3 separate regions of the Zea mays genome follow, and all the other regions are linked to region 3. The links are chromatin contacts, called in public Hi-C maps. All regions are on one chromosome and are shown on one strand. Each heading gives the region's core, a stretch centred on a gene start, on an enhancer-like site or on the middle of the called end of the contact. The rest is flanking DNA. Distances are from core to core; before and after follow the strand shown. Region 1 holds the start of LOC100285938. Region 2 overlaps LOC103632043 (CASP-like protein 5A2). Region 3 holds the start of LOC100281926 (augmenter of liver regeneration).

Region 1 (4,482 bases), core at 707-3,206, 200 kb before region 3:
TCCTCGCCCTACATAACAAGAAGCATGCAGTAACAACTGAAATTCAGACATCAGAACATTATCATTAGTAGTACAGGATCATTTGCGTGATCCCTCGCTACATACACACAAAAGGGTGCTTTCTAAGCTATACTGCTACTAGCCTCCACTCGCACACAACACCATAAACCTCTCTGAGTGACACAACACAAAATATTCAGGATATTAGAAATTACATGTCGCCATAGGAGCACCGGATTAACTGGCATGCCCACAACAGCGAATTTTACAACAGTGAAACTCCATGGTGGTTATAAGCTTACTCTGAACTAAGGGTTTGTCGTCAGGATCGTGACCGTATGTTCGTTCGACAGTATGGGCAGTCTGCACATTTCCGCGCCCATGGCTCCAAGCATGTCGAGTGGAACCTGTGCCCACAGCGCAACCTTATCAGCTCATCTCCATCGTAAAATCCATCAAGGCAAATAGAACATTCAGGCGATGCCTCTCTGCTATCATCTTTGCTAGCCTCAAAAATCTCGACCTGCAGACGCAGGAAAGCTGCCTTGGTAAGTCCGGTTGACCGGTTGGAGTGAGTGGAACCGACGGTTGGTCTTTCTTCATCTGATTCACTGCTTGGGTGGAACGACGATGAGTGGTGCCGATTTTCTTCATGCCGTGCTTCCCTGTTTCTGAAGTCGATGATTCTGAATACATCGCTAGCTGAAAATTCATCTAATGAGATGGATGGCCTGGACACAGATGAACCAAGAGAAATGCCTCTGAGTCTCTCCAGGACACGCGCTTGTGCTTGCAGTACAGCACCAGGAAGCCGCTCATTTGTCCTGAACATCAGCCTATCAAGTCTGTTCCTCCGAGCTGCAGAATCCCCAACCCCAAGGTTGTTGTTGTCTATGTACGATAAGATCTGATCCTGCAGACAGCAAAACAGAGAAATAATTTCATCTGATGGCACATCACAAACAATGAGGATGAAAATGGTAGCCCATGGCAGGACTCCTGAAATGAAGCTGGGTTGGTACTTGGTATAGACTATATGGTTATAGACAACACTAGGGCAAATGTGTGCACCAGTTTGTTTATGGTTTTAAGTTACAACTACACATAGCCAACAACCCAAATACCAAATTACATGGATGACGAATCAATTATTTCTAGTAGAATTCGAAGGATAAAGAAGCTTGGTTCAGAATCTCAGATAGGATTACAATCCGGTACAATTTCACCAATCAGATCGTTGAAGTTTAACCCAAGTATGTTATCAAAAACAAAAGTTCCACACTAACAAGTGCAAGTGCGTAATCCCTATTGATACCCATTTCCCGAGCTATGTAATTATGATATTAAAATCGGCATTTCCGGTCATCATTGAATTTCGCGGGAGCCGAATCCTAATAGCGTCCACGAATTCTATAAGCCAACGCCGGAGATTCTCCGATCCAGCCACAACACAACGGATACGACAATAATCAATCGGGAGAGAGACTGGGGCGAGGGATCCTCACGGTGTACGACCCGCGGCGACGCGGTGGCGGGGCCCCGGTGTGCAGGTGCTGCCGCACGTCCCCGGCGGCGTCGAGCTGGCGTCGCGGGCGGCACCCGCGGCGCCGGTGCCGGGCGCCAAGTCCGTGCTGGTCCCGGAGCGCGTCGGCGTGCGGATCCAGGTCGAGGTCGGAGAGGCGGGCCCCACGGGCGGCACGGCGCGCGGTGAAGAGCTCGGAGGCGCTCGTCATGCCGGTACCGGATGAGGCGCGCGTGGCGGTGCCCTGCGCTGCGCCAGCGCGAGACAGAGATTTGGGGTTTGGTGGATTGGATTAAGTTTACGTGACCTCCCTCCTTTTAATGCGGCTATCTGCTGACCCTTGCTTGTTTTTTTGGTGTGGGGAGGGGAGACGAGTGGATGAAGCTGCGAGGAGGCACTGTGGCGTGGCGTGGCGTGGGACGGACGACGGATGCCAAGAGCCCATGACCAGCGTACGGTGACGGCGACGGGTGCCCGCGCTGGATTGGAAATTTCAGTGGTCGCACGCGTATTTGTTTGGGAGTTTCGTCGACGTCGACCAGTCCAGTCATGGCCGGCTGTTGGAGCTTCAAGGGGACCGGGGACGGCAACCGGCAAGTCCCGCAAGATCTTGGCCGATCTGCTTCGCTGGGCCTTAGGCCTGTACTGAATGGGCCGTGAACCGAGATCATCCTTGTAGGGAAAAGTTGTCCAAGCCCAAGCTTTCTCAAAAAGAAAAGTCCAAACCTGAGCTGCACGTATCTGTATCTGGCATGTATACTGAGCGTGCAGGCATACCCAGCGTACGAAGCGAAGTGACGCACGGTTCAGTACCCCCACGCAAGAGAAGTCCACGGAAAACGACGGCAGATAATTGGAGGCAAGGTGTTTTCCAGCTACGCGCCAAAGGAACAATCCCCCCAGATTGGTGGGGCTCCCGCTTCGTTTTATCCATCATCCACGGCAGGCGTGCGATGGCGCCATTGTGTGGCCTGGCTTCCGTTCCGCCCGCCGAGGCCAGTGTGGCAGGCAGCTCCCGCGCGAGCGCGAGCGCGATCCAGAGGCTGGCGCACCTGCGTCACTCGCTCCGCGCTGCCGCGATCTCCTCTGACGTCGAAGTCGCCCGGGGGATGACACAGGGGGAAGGGGTGGTGTGGGAGGGGTGAACAGGAGCTCGGTGACTTTTGTGAGGGCCGCCAGATGGAGGAGCGCCGGCTCGACACGCCGGCGATGAGGAGAATCAGCGAGTGGTATATACGTTCCTAGCTTCTCCTACCATCCCTGCTGCGTCTCCTTGCTCTACTTTTCATTAATTGGCATGTTGCTGCTGCTGTTTCGCATTTGATTCGATGAGTTCGTGTCCGTAACCGGCGCTGATAGCTTGTTCAGTCCGATTTTGAACTGAAAACAAACAGCTATCGTCATTAAGCTAGCAACACGTGACCTGTGCTTTCAGATCTTCACGTCTTTTACCCGCTGAACCGCTCGCTCTAGCCAAACCCTGCAAATGAAGTTTTGCGGAGTTTGAGGCTGGCTCTTTTGCTTCGCTTGATTGTTGCAGGATTCTTTCACTAGAGTTCCCAAGCGATATTACCATCCAGGTTGGGGAGGCGACCTTCAACTTGCACAAGGTAAATACTATACTCCTCCTATATATGAATCACGTCACAGCGCTTCCGTATCATAGTTCCATTCCATGCGTGTTCTTGGATCGTATAGAAAGCTTGGGTTCTGACTGGCGGTGCGAACGCTGCTGCGTGCAGCTCCCGTTGGCATCGAGGTGCGGCTACATAAGGGAGCAGGTGTCGGGGATCAATGGCTCCAGGGTCACCCACATCGACATCACGGGCTTGCCGGGCGGCGCCGCGGCGTTCGAGCTCGTCACCAAATTCTGCTACGGCGAGAACTTCGAGCTCACGGAGGACAACGTCGCCATGCTGCGGTGCGCCGCCGAGCACCTGCAGATGACCGACGACGACAGCAGGGGCGGGAACCTGGCCGGCAGGACCGAGGCCTACCTGGAGGCCGTGGCGCTGATGAGCCTCGCGGGCGCGGTCACCGTGCTCCGGAGGTCGGAGGACCTCCTCCCGGTGTCCGAGGAGGTGGACCTCGTCGGCAGGTGCGTCGACGCCATCGCCTACTTCACCTGCAACGACAGTCAGTTCAGCATGTCCAACGGTAACGGCATGGACGTGTCGTCGTCCAAGGTCATCATCGATGATTGGTTGGCTGACGAGCTCACGTCGCTGCGGATTGACACGTTCCAGAGAGTCGTAATTGCCATGAAGGCGAGGGGGTTCAAGGGCATTGCTCTGGGCACGCTCATCATGCTCTATGCGCAGAAGTCGCTGCGAACGCTGGTGAGCTCAACCGTGCAATGTGCATCTGCATCTGTCTACAAGTACAGGAAGATCTCATTTGGTACATGATCACCACAGTTCTTACCTACACCAGCTGATAATTTGCTGAGCTTGTGTTGCAGGACACACACGGAAGGGAGAAGCAAAAGATGGAGCCGAGGCAGGAACACGAGAAGCGTGTGGTGCTTGAGACCATCGTGACTCTGCTGCCCAAGGAGAGGAACTCCATGTCCGTGAGCTTCCTCTCGATGCTGCTTCGAGCAGCGCTGTGCCTGGACACGACCCTGGCGTGCCGGCTCGACCTCGAGAAGCGGATGGCCGCGCAGCTCGGGCAGGCCGTGCTCGACGACCTCCTGATCCCGATCTTCTTGCCCGACGCCGGCAACACGTTCGACGTCGACGCGGTCCAGAGGATCCTGGTCGGGTACCTGGAGCACGAGGCCGAGGCGGACCGGCTGGACTACAACACCGACGACGACTTCACCTCGACGGCGTCGCCGCCCAACGACGTCGGAATGGTCGGCAAGCTCATGGAGTCCTACCTGGCTGAGATCGCCTCGGACGTGGACCTGCCCGTTGACAAGTTCACCGGCCTCGCCGAGATGATCCCGGAACGCGCTA
Region 2 (4,286 bases), core at 743-3,242, 140 kb before region 3:
GATGTCATCGCTGCTTTTTCATATTATGTGTTCAAATTCATAATATAAACTAATACTTTTTATTTATCACTTGGACATATCTTGGAAGGTTGTGGAGAATGCAGGGGGGGTCACAGCCGCAACCCCAATGGCATCCTCGGCCTTCTATGCAGGGAACACTTCCCTGGACTAGTTGAGTACGCCGGAGTGACAGACCCAGCCTACACCTTTGACGACTACGTCGTCGCCCCCGATGCAGTAGATCGAGACGACGGGGAATTCAACAACAAGGCGGAGCGGGTGAATCAAGAGTTGTGGGTAAATCTTTCTATATTGTAAAATATGTCGCATTCGTTGCACATTCTTGAAATAATGTATGGATACATATATAGTCTCTGTATATATGCAGGATTTCTTTAGATGCGAGGCTGGATACGAGGCCAGGGCGGATGTGGTGGCCACCACGAGCTGTAAGAAGCTCGTCGTGGACATGCACTACGAGGCGCGAATCCAGGCCATCGTCAGTTACCACGGCTTCGTCCTTGGGGAGAAGGTGACAAGCAGGACGCTCGAACCATGTCGTTGACTCAGGACCAGTACTTGCAGGTAAATACGGAACTTTAATATTCATGACAAAATTTGCTTAATTTTATCTGCTGATATGCAGTGTACTTGTTTTACTTTGTAGATGGTTCCTTATTGGTGTGTCGCGCATCCTAAGTGCTGACAGCAGATGGTGGATAGGTGGTGCTCGCCTGAGTGGGACGAGGTGCACAACGCTAGCCGGGAACAACGTCTGATGATGCAAGGTCCCTCCCACCAATAAGGTAGCCACAGCATCGGCAAATATACAGAAGCATGGGTACGCCCTCTTTTTATTTAGGTATATAACTCTGGATTAGACATGATTTTTAACTATCTCGTTGGTTTTCTTGCAGTCGGCGTCACATGGTGGCCAACCTTGCTCCATCTTCTCGGCGTATGCTATGGCCCACAGGGCAAGGCGACGTCCGACGTCACCTACAACCCAGAGGACGGGCCTGAGGCGTATAGCAACCCCACCGTCTACAACCGGCTAAGTGAGTACACTGCCATGGCACAGGAGGTCCGTGGGCCAGATTACGATCTGAGGACCGAGAACATCGATGGGGATGTCCTCATGAAGGTCGGAGGAGGCAAGAGGCATGGGCGGTATTGGATTGCCGACGGGGCAATCGACTCGTCGTCCACTCCCACTTTGTCTCATGTGCGAGCAAGGACCATGAGCTCAAGCCCAGCCATATTTACACAATCAATGCTAAAATCAAGAAAACGAATTTGCGTAGCAAATTATATATCTTATTTTATTCGCAATCAAAGAAAAAGAACAAAAAATTGGTATCTGAATGAATATATATTTTCATCCTACGGAGAGTCTCTTGTACTTGCTAACGAGGTACCACGACTCCTCATCCATGATGGTCGCCTCGGCACCAGCAACTCCCTGCCCCCCCCTTTCCCGACAACCGGTTTGATGGCGAGGAAGTGTTGGAGTGAGGTCATGGCGGTTCCGGCCACGTGCAGCAGCACCGGAGAGGACGCAACAGGGCGAGATGGGAACAGGGTAAAGGAGGGGGAGGAACTAGAGGCAACCTTTTAGGCTAGACCTGTTCGAACGTCGACGGAAGGTCGGGTCATGGATTGTGTGGCATGGTCCGTATTCGATCTATATTTAGTGTTAGGTTAGGTTGGCCTATACCACCTTATTAGACGTGTAAGGGCGGGCTTTTTTAGGTTGGATTGATTTTTTTGGGCTTTGGTTGGGTTTTCGATTTAATTGAGTTTTGGGTAAAAATTCATAAATCGTATCTGACCCGTGAATTATTACAGGTCAAAATTTATGGTTTATATCCACTCGTTACAATGATAGAGTGGGTCCAGGTTTTTTCGGGATAGGTCGGATTAGATTGGTCGGTGGTACATGTTTAGAGCTTTGGCGGGCCACCACCAGCACTCGTCTGTGCGCAGCGGCAGCGGCCGGAGATCTGCCCTGGTCAGGTTTTAGCGACAACGGCGGGTGTCACCCCCGAGTCACCTGAGACGACCTGTGGTTGATTGTGAGATCGCCATGTCCCACAATCGAGAATTTAGATACTCCTTCACAAAGATCAGATCAGCTGCAACAGAATACGGAAGTGAGTCCTGCCATGAACTGCTACGAAATTCTTCAGCACCATTTCCCATCCTCTTCACTCGCAATATACATGGTTGAAGAGTCAGGACACGTTAAAACTATAACATTTTCAAGCATTTTACATAGTAGTACCACATAGAACTGCAAGGTAATGCAGCTGCGGCCAAACAGGCCGTTCCCTATTTCTTTTTTACAGGTTAAACTAGATATGGTGAGCCATACACATATTTCACCTTCCAATTCTAACACTAACAGCTGTGCCACTCTATCCTGTTGTCACTAAAACCGCAATTGGATGCTCAAACTGCTCCGATATCAGGTTCTATCCTCCTCTTTCTTTTCAGCTAGCCGTGACTAGATGCGATCGAATAAAAGTTCAGGAGAAAGGATGGTAAGAGAGAGAAACAGCACATGAACCCCATTGCCACTGCAGTCTGAAAACTAGCACAAGGGTTCTCTGAGCACATGATCAGATCTGCGTCGATCAGGACGGTGATTCCTGCCGCAGCGCATGCTCCAGATAAGGACACTAGCCATGTGATCTGCCGTCAAATAAGAATACACTGAATCAGAAGATAAATGCGGTCCTAGCTCCCCTAAGCAAATCTATGGTTCGTGAGAGGCAATATTTCATTCGACTGTAAGATCTGACAACTTATTTCGATTTCTTCGCGCTACATATCTAATATTCTACATCAGAAAATCACTATATTGTCAAAAGAGTGTCAGAGACCCAGTTATATGGTACTTTTTGTTTGTTGTGGTTAGGTCACTGCAGAGTAGACTTGAAAATTTGTCCAACAGAACTTATCTGTAAATATTAGAAATATTATGAAAGTTTGACTTAGGGCTAGTTTGAGAACCTCATTTTCCCAAAGGAAATTAGTTCATTTTCCCTTATGAAAATAGAAATCCCTTGAAAAATTGGAGTTCTCAAACTAGCCCTTAAAAGATTTTTAACAGCACCATGAAGAACAAGTACAATATTTTACGTACCCCGTCTCCAATGGAAAAGAGAGTAACAGCCCGACGATTTCGTAAACAACGCTTAACAAGCAGTGCATATATGTCCACAATAGCTACCGTAAGGCTCCACACACATTGCAAGACGGTTGTTGTAATTAAGTAGCTGGCAAAAGGAGCAAACCATCAGTTTGTTATACACAAAACAAAAACTAAAATAATGAGGCTGGAAATGCTTGAAGTTGACTATGCTAGAATGGAAATGCTCCACACACATTGCAAGACGGTTGTTGTAATTAAGTAGCTGGCAAAAGGAGCAAACCATCAGTTTGTTATACACAGAACAAAACTAAAATAATGAGGCTGGAAATGCTTGAAGTTGACTATGCCAGAATGCAGCATACGGAAGACATGAATTTGCTTCGACAACCACAAAAGAAGAATAACACAGTAAAATTGTCATTTTGACCCACCAACACTGTCCCTGTTTTCTGAGTCAGCAAAAGTACCAACCACGATCATAGTAAAATAAATTAAATTAAGATGCATAACAAAATGACACCACGAAAAAAAAACAATTTCTAGTTTTTTTACAGTCCTTAATCATCAAATAAGTAACAAACAGGAAATACCTACATGCCTAAGAAGAAATATTAACTAAACTAAGAAGATATTTGTTTTAAGACAATTAAAAAAATCCCTTCCTCTTAGGATTCAGGAGTCATACTGTACTTGTACGAATTAAAAATGTTCCATATTGGAGCAGTGATTAGCAAGATAACTTTTATGATAATTCTTAAGAAATTAACTACATAATCCATTCAAAAGATTGGACATCAATTGAGCATAGTTTTATAATGAAATACCATATTTGTACCAGAAATCATTTTGTGAGGTAATGGAGTGCCATGATTACCCATGCTTATCATATGAAAAAGGACATTTATCCTGGCAAACAAGAAAGGGCTGAATATTTATGATGTGTTTTAGTTTGCACCAACCAAGCCAAATTTTAGCCAGCAAATTAGTGGCCTTGTATTTTGCCAACTTTGGCCACCAAAATGAACTAAGGTGGACAAAGGGGAAGGCTGCCAGGCTAAATTTTGGCATCCCAACTAAATGGTGGCTAACTCTGGTAAGAGTAGCAAAAACTTGGCTTGGCTAACTTGGG
Region 3 (4,916 bases), core at 1,433-3,932:
AGGGTTTCGTCGGCGGCGTGGTGGAGACCGGCGACCCCACCACCGGCTGGGACTCGTCGGCAGCGAAAGAGTGCTCTTCCACAGCGTGCAGCGACGGCGCCGGAAGCGGGACACGATCATCAGACGTCGCGGGGAAGTTGGTGATCGCCGACGGCCCGCGGAGCCGATGCGTCTCGCTGTCATACCTCCTGGCCGCCTTCTCGGCGGTGTCGAACGTGCCTAGCCACATCCGCTTGCCCTTCCGGTCGCGGGTCCTCGCCACGTACCTCCCTCGACGCCGTCTCAGCACGCCCATGTACCTCGGCTCCGTTGGTGCGCCCGCCGCCGCCGCTTTCCTCTTGCCACCGCCGGCAACCCTCCTCGTGGGTGCCGTGGCATTGCAGCGCGGGCGGTGCTCCTCCATGTGTATTTCCATGACGAACTTACGTGGCCCCGCCACCGCTTCAGCACCGCCACCGGCGTCAGCCTCGTCGCTGGAGGAGTCCGTGGCGCGCGGTCGTTGTAGAAGACACATACTAGTTATTAGATAAGTACTCTATCTTTTTCTGTCTGTGCTTACTCAAACAAGAGAACTGGCCTTTCGATTGTGGTGTCATCACTGATGAAGATAGAGTCCAGAACCATGAACACCACACACAATGGGCTGAACATTACAGGGTATGATGGGCCTTTCCTAGATACAGCCCACGAGTTGAGGCTGTATTTAAGTGCCGTTACAAGTGCCCCTGCACCCAATATGTTGCAATGTCAGAATTGCCACTCATCTCGAAACTATAACTGTTTGCACGACAAGTTATCATCAGTGCTTATTGTAAAAAAACGTAGAGACAAATTACTGAGTAGACCATGGTCAGAAGGTTTATATCCTATACTATATTCTAGGTGTTCTTGTCCCTCCGAAGTAAAAGACTCCAGCAAGTGTTGTCTGAAACCCTCCAACCAAGCATATTGCCATGAATGACCAATATTTGTACGGATATACCTTGACAACCTTCGACTGGAACCACATATGAAAACAGAAAAAAAAACTACATTATGATTCACAAGAAAAAGAAAAGAAAGATACATTGTGAGCTAATTAAAACGGCTTAAAATTAAATTAAACATGGTAACAAATGATGGGCACCAAATTAAGCACAACTACCTAAGGGGGTGTTTGGTTTCTAGGGACTAATTATTAGTCCCTCAATTTTATTCCATTTTAGTCCCTAAATTACTAAATATAGAAACTAAAACTCTATTTTAGTTTCTCTATTTTAACAATTTATGAACTAAAATAGAATAAAATAGAGGGACTAATGTTTAGTCCCTACAAACCAAACACCCCCTAAATCAGGTACCAGCAGGCAAGCATGAAGCTGTTGCCTGCCAGCAAGATTGTTCCACGTAGCCGATGATGGCTCGCAGCATCCACGGCACCGACGTGCTCTTCGCTGTGATGGTGAAGAATAAGGACGTTCCATAGATGCAGAATCTTTCCCTGTTCGTCCATCCTCAACAACGAGGGCTGACTAGCTGGCTCCAATTGATCGATTTGCTATGGACTGTATGCTCTCCAACAGTTTCTCCGACGGTCACATCTGGTCCAATCGCTACACACAGTGTGGCTTATCTGCAATAAAAAAAGTAGTCAAATTGACAAGACGACGATAATTCATAAGACAATATTTACTTGGAACCAAATTCTTTAGTTCATCTAGAGGTGGCAATGAGCTATAAAATTTAAGTATTGGATTGGATTAGGATCAGACTCTATTCTTATTTATTTTTAAACTAAAGTGTCTAATTTACTGTGAAGAAAGATTTAGATTGTGATCCATTACCACTCGTTACCACCCCTAAGGTCATACAGTGCTCTGATTGAGCTCAATCCTATGTACAAAGCCGATGCACAGGTCAACTCATTGAAGTTGTTTAGCTTCTCCTGAACTTTGTCTGTGCCAACAAATTCAACCGAGACACGCTTTTGGCTTGCCGAGAAGACAGACATCTCATCTGAACACAGTGCGACAAAGCATGTAATCAGGGTCATTACGAAGGAAATCCAACAAACTGCAACAATGTTTGCACAAGTATTTCTACTCTGCTGAAAGGGAGTGAACATTGCCGGATCAAAGGAAATGTGAAGACGATGACGACGACAACAACTTGCCTTTCGCATGAGATCCCATGATCACGCGCAGTTTGTTTTAGCTTTTTTGACGAGTTTTTTTAGAATTAAAGAGAATCTAAGTATTATTAGAATTATATGCTAAAGAAGACGAAGAAACTCATAGAGTTTATAATATAAAAATTAATGGATTTCTATTATCGCTATAACTTTATATTAATTTTGAACGGATTTTTATCGAAATGATCATTATAAAAACAGAGCGAAAAGATGATATTTTATAGTTCACATCGGTTTCTGACGGTCAGAATATAAAGGGTTTTTTAAATTGATGCCCTTCGTTTTAAAACCTGAAACAAACACGGCCCACGTGGTCACGTCCACCGATTTGGAAAAAGAAACAGTATGGCACCCACTGAATTTTTTCCCACCGATTTTACTGTGCTTCCTTCCTTCGCACCCCGCCTCGGCCGGCGTCGCCACGCGCACCCCGCCTCATCCATCCACCAATCCACCGCCTTTCGCAGGATTGCGCTTGCTACCCCGGGTCCCCACCACACGCACGCGAGCCCGCGGCCACCACCTCGATGCCACTGACGGGCTGGAATCCGCTGGCGCCCGTCCTCCAGACCGTCGCCGCTTTCTCCCGCCACATCCTCATCGCCCCCGACGCCGGGCTCGACGACCACCGCCTCCGCCCCCTTCTAGCGCTCTCCCTCTCCCCGCCTTCGCCGGCACCACCGCAACCGGAGGTCCGGAAGGCAAGTCGTTTTTCTCCGTCCTCCGCTCCGAATCCGATGTCGTCTTCTGTGTGGTTTGATGGGGGGAGGTGATTGGTGAGGGTTTCGAGTGAATGCGCAGGAGAAGAAGGATGCCAAGGAGGCGCCACTGACGAAGGAGGAGGTCGGCCGGGCCACGTGGATGCTGCTTCACACCATCGCAGCGCAGGTGCTCGAGCTCGATCTATTACTGTACTGAGTAGCTTAATGAAGCACAAAACTAGCTTAGCATTTGCCTTAATCTGACAATGCTATTATACTGTCTCACGTTACAGAATGATCAAAATGCAATGGAGAGAAAAATGCTATCCATGTACCATAGCACATTTACTATTACAAAGATTGATTAGTATACTTGTGGGATGTGGGCAGAGACTGATTTTTATATATATATATTTGATTTTCGTTTGGATCTCATCAACTATGTGACTTGCTTTCAGTTCCCTGACGAACCTACGAGGCAACAAAGACGGGATGCAAAGGAGTTGGTAAGCGCACGAGACAACCCTATTAACTTTCTTTATAATTTGAATACCTGGGACTTGGGAAACCAAAATGTTGTTGTGAAGAGGTTTGAAGACTTTCTGCAACTGTAATTTACTCTCATGGTTTAGTACTAGATATCACAATTTGTAAATGTGAAAACGCTGGTAGCTACTTCCTGAAAATTACAGAGAATAACTTTCATGATCTGAGTACATTTATAAAATCTTCCATGGGTGACACTCTAATCCTTTATTATCTTTCTTATTCCCAACTTAGGCGGGTTAGTGTGAGGTGCACATGGTCTAGCATGCTTCTAATGGCAAATTTAGAAAGAAAAAAAAATCATAAACTATGTGTTATCAGACTACCACTAAATCCATCAGGAATAGTAAGCTGAAAACATTTTTTAGGAGGGACTGGAACTGGACCACCAGAGTAATTAGACTTAGCATGTTCACAAGACAAATGGAAACATTTTTTCCCCTGAAAGTTTGTACTTTCTCTACGTCAAACATTTTTATTGCTTGATATGCACACAAAAATAACATTACTGCTGGTCGCTGCTCAGATGCATATAATCTCGAGACTATATCCTTGCAAAGAATGTGCTGATCACTTCAAGGAAGTTTTGAAGTAAGCATTTCTCACCAACAACTTGGATAAATACTTGTAATATCAATTTTAATTGCTTGATTCCTTGATGTTTCTTTGTGTTACAACTTACAAGTATTCTCTCTGTGAAGTGGTCACATGGTTCCCTTGACAGTTTGCTGCTTTATAATATGATGCAAAATAGCACATATTAGCTACGAACTCTTGCTACTTTCTGCAGTTTGAGATCTGTGCATGAATCTTAGTTTCTGGTGCTCTGAAGTCATGGGTTTGGCTGGTAGCCTGATACAGTATACACCTATTTATTAAGTGTTTACACAGTTTTTTGTCCATATGATGCACAGGGTGAGTAAGCTCTTTTTTTTTAATAAGGAATGTGTAAGCTCTTTACATGCTCATCTATTGATGACTTGAATATAACAATGAATCACAATGATTGTTTGTGTTTATATTTGTGAAGGTTCATGTTGTTAATATCTGATACGGAAACATGGCTGAGTTGCGTGTTATTTTATCTAACTTTTGGTTATCTGAAAGTTTATGTAGAGGACAGCCCTCTCATTCATCAGGCTGAATATATCATAGTTCAGTGATAGCAATAATTCTTGAAAACTAAACTGACTTAACTGTGTTGTACTTCTGTAGAGCAAATCCTGTGCAGGCAGGATCTCAGGCTGATTTCTCCCAGTGGTTATGTTATGTCCATAACGTGGTTAATCGAAGGTGAGTCCATACAGCCAACTTTGTGCAGTTGTTTATTGTTGCCTTTGAAATCCTCTAAGGCATTGCAAGTGTTGAATATGTTTATATAGAATCATAGGAAAAGTAAGGTCTCAGGGCCAAAAAGAGGAAAACTGAGGCACACCCTTTTACTCCTACAATAAGGGGTATGTCAGTATATGTTCATAAGTGTGGATGTTTCCATTCTA

The links. Hi-C and Micro-C count contacts between places; a contact is called where the count stands out from the background.
Region 1: a Hi-C map of bundle sheath shows a contact between it and region 3, with 4 times the contacts expected there. The contact joins the promoter of LOC100285938 here to the promoter of LOC100281926 in region 3. A contact is called at or near these places in 16 of 25 Hi-C or Micro-C datasets (bundle sheath, ear, endosperm and 6 more) and 1 of 3 datasets of contacts at active chromatin or transcription factors (leaf).
Region 2: a Hi-C map of ear shows a contact between it and region 3, with 1.8 times the contacts expected there. The contact joins the enhancer-like site here to the promoter of LOC100281926 in region 3. A contact is called at or near these places in 8 of 25 Hi-C or Micro-C datasets (bundle sheath, ear, leaf and 1 more).

The regions. Positions count from the first base shown.
Region 1 is chr1:21,625,321-21,629,802 of Zm-B73-REFERENCE-NAM-5.0, forward strand. LOC100285938 reads left to right here and starts at 1,957. Exons shown (of 5, transcript NM_001158827.2): 1 at 1,957-2,751; 2 at 3,063-3,132; 3 at 3,265-3,861; 4 at 3,984-4,482. The coding sequence starts at 2,702. It overlaps LOC100274167 (putative RING zinc finger domain superfamily protein), which reads right to left and starts at 1,993. Exons shown (of 2, transcript NM_001148542.1): 1 at 1,506-1,993; 2 at 32-913. The coding sequence starts at 1,733. The coding sequence ends at 323.
Region 2 is chr1:21,690,834-21,695,119 of Zm-B73-REFERENCE-NAM-5.0, forward strand. LOC103632043 (CASP-like protein 5A2) reads right to left here. Exons shown (of 3, transcript NM_001397150.1): 2 at 3,149-3,281; 3 at 2,220-2,694. The coding sequence ends at 2,497. Among protein-coding and RNA genes, the nearest start is that of LOC103632043, 18 kb to the right of the region's middle. Within about 2 kb of position 1,993, at least 8 of the 20 cell types and tissues checked have an H3K27ac peak or open chromatin away from gene starts, as enhancers often do. A contact at or near this core is called in ear, where this site is marked.
Region 3 is chr1:21,827,484-21,832,399 of Zm-B73-REFERENCE-NAM-5.0, forward strand. It overlaps LOC100281926 (augmenter of liver regeneration), which reads left to right and starts at 2,683. Exons shown (of 6, transcript NM_001154845.1): 1 at 2,683-2,871; 2 at 2,972-3,058; 3 at 3,330-3,377; 4 at 3,944-4,008; 5 at 4,633-4,710. The coding sequence starts at 2,698. It also overlaps the pseudogene LOC103644491.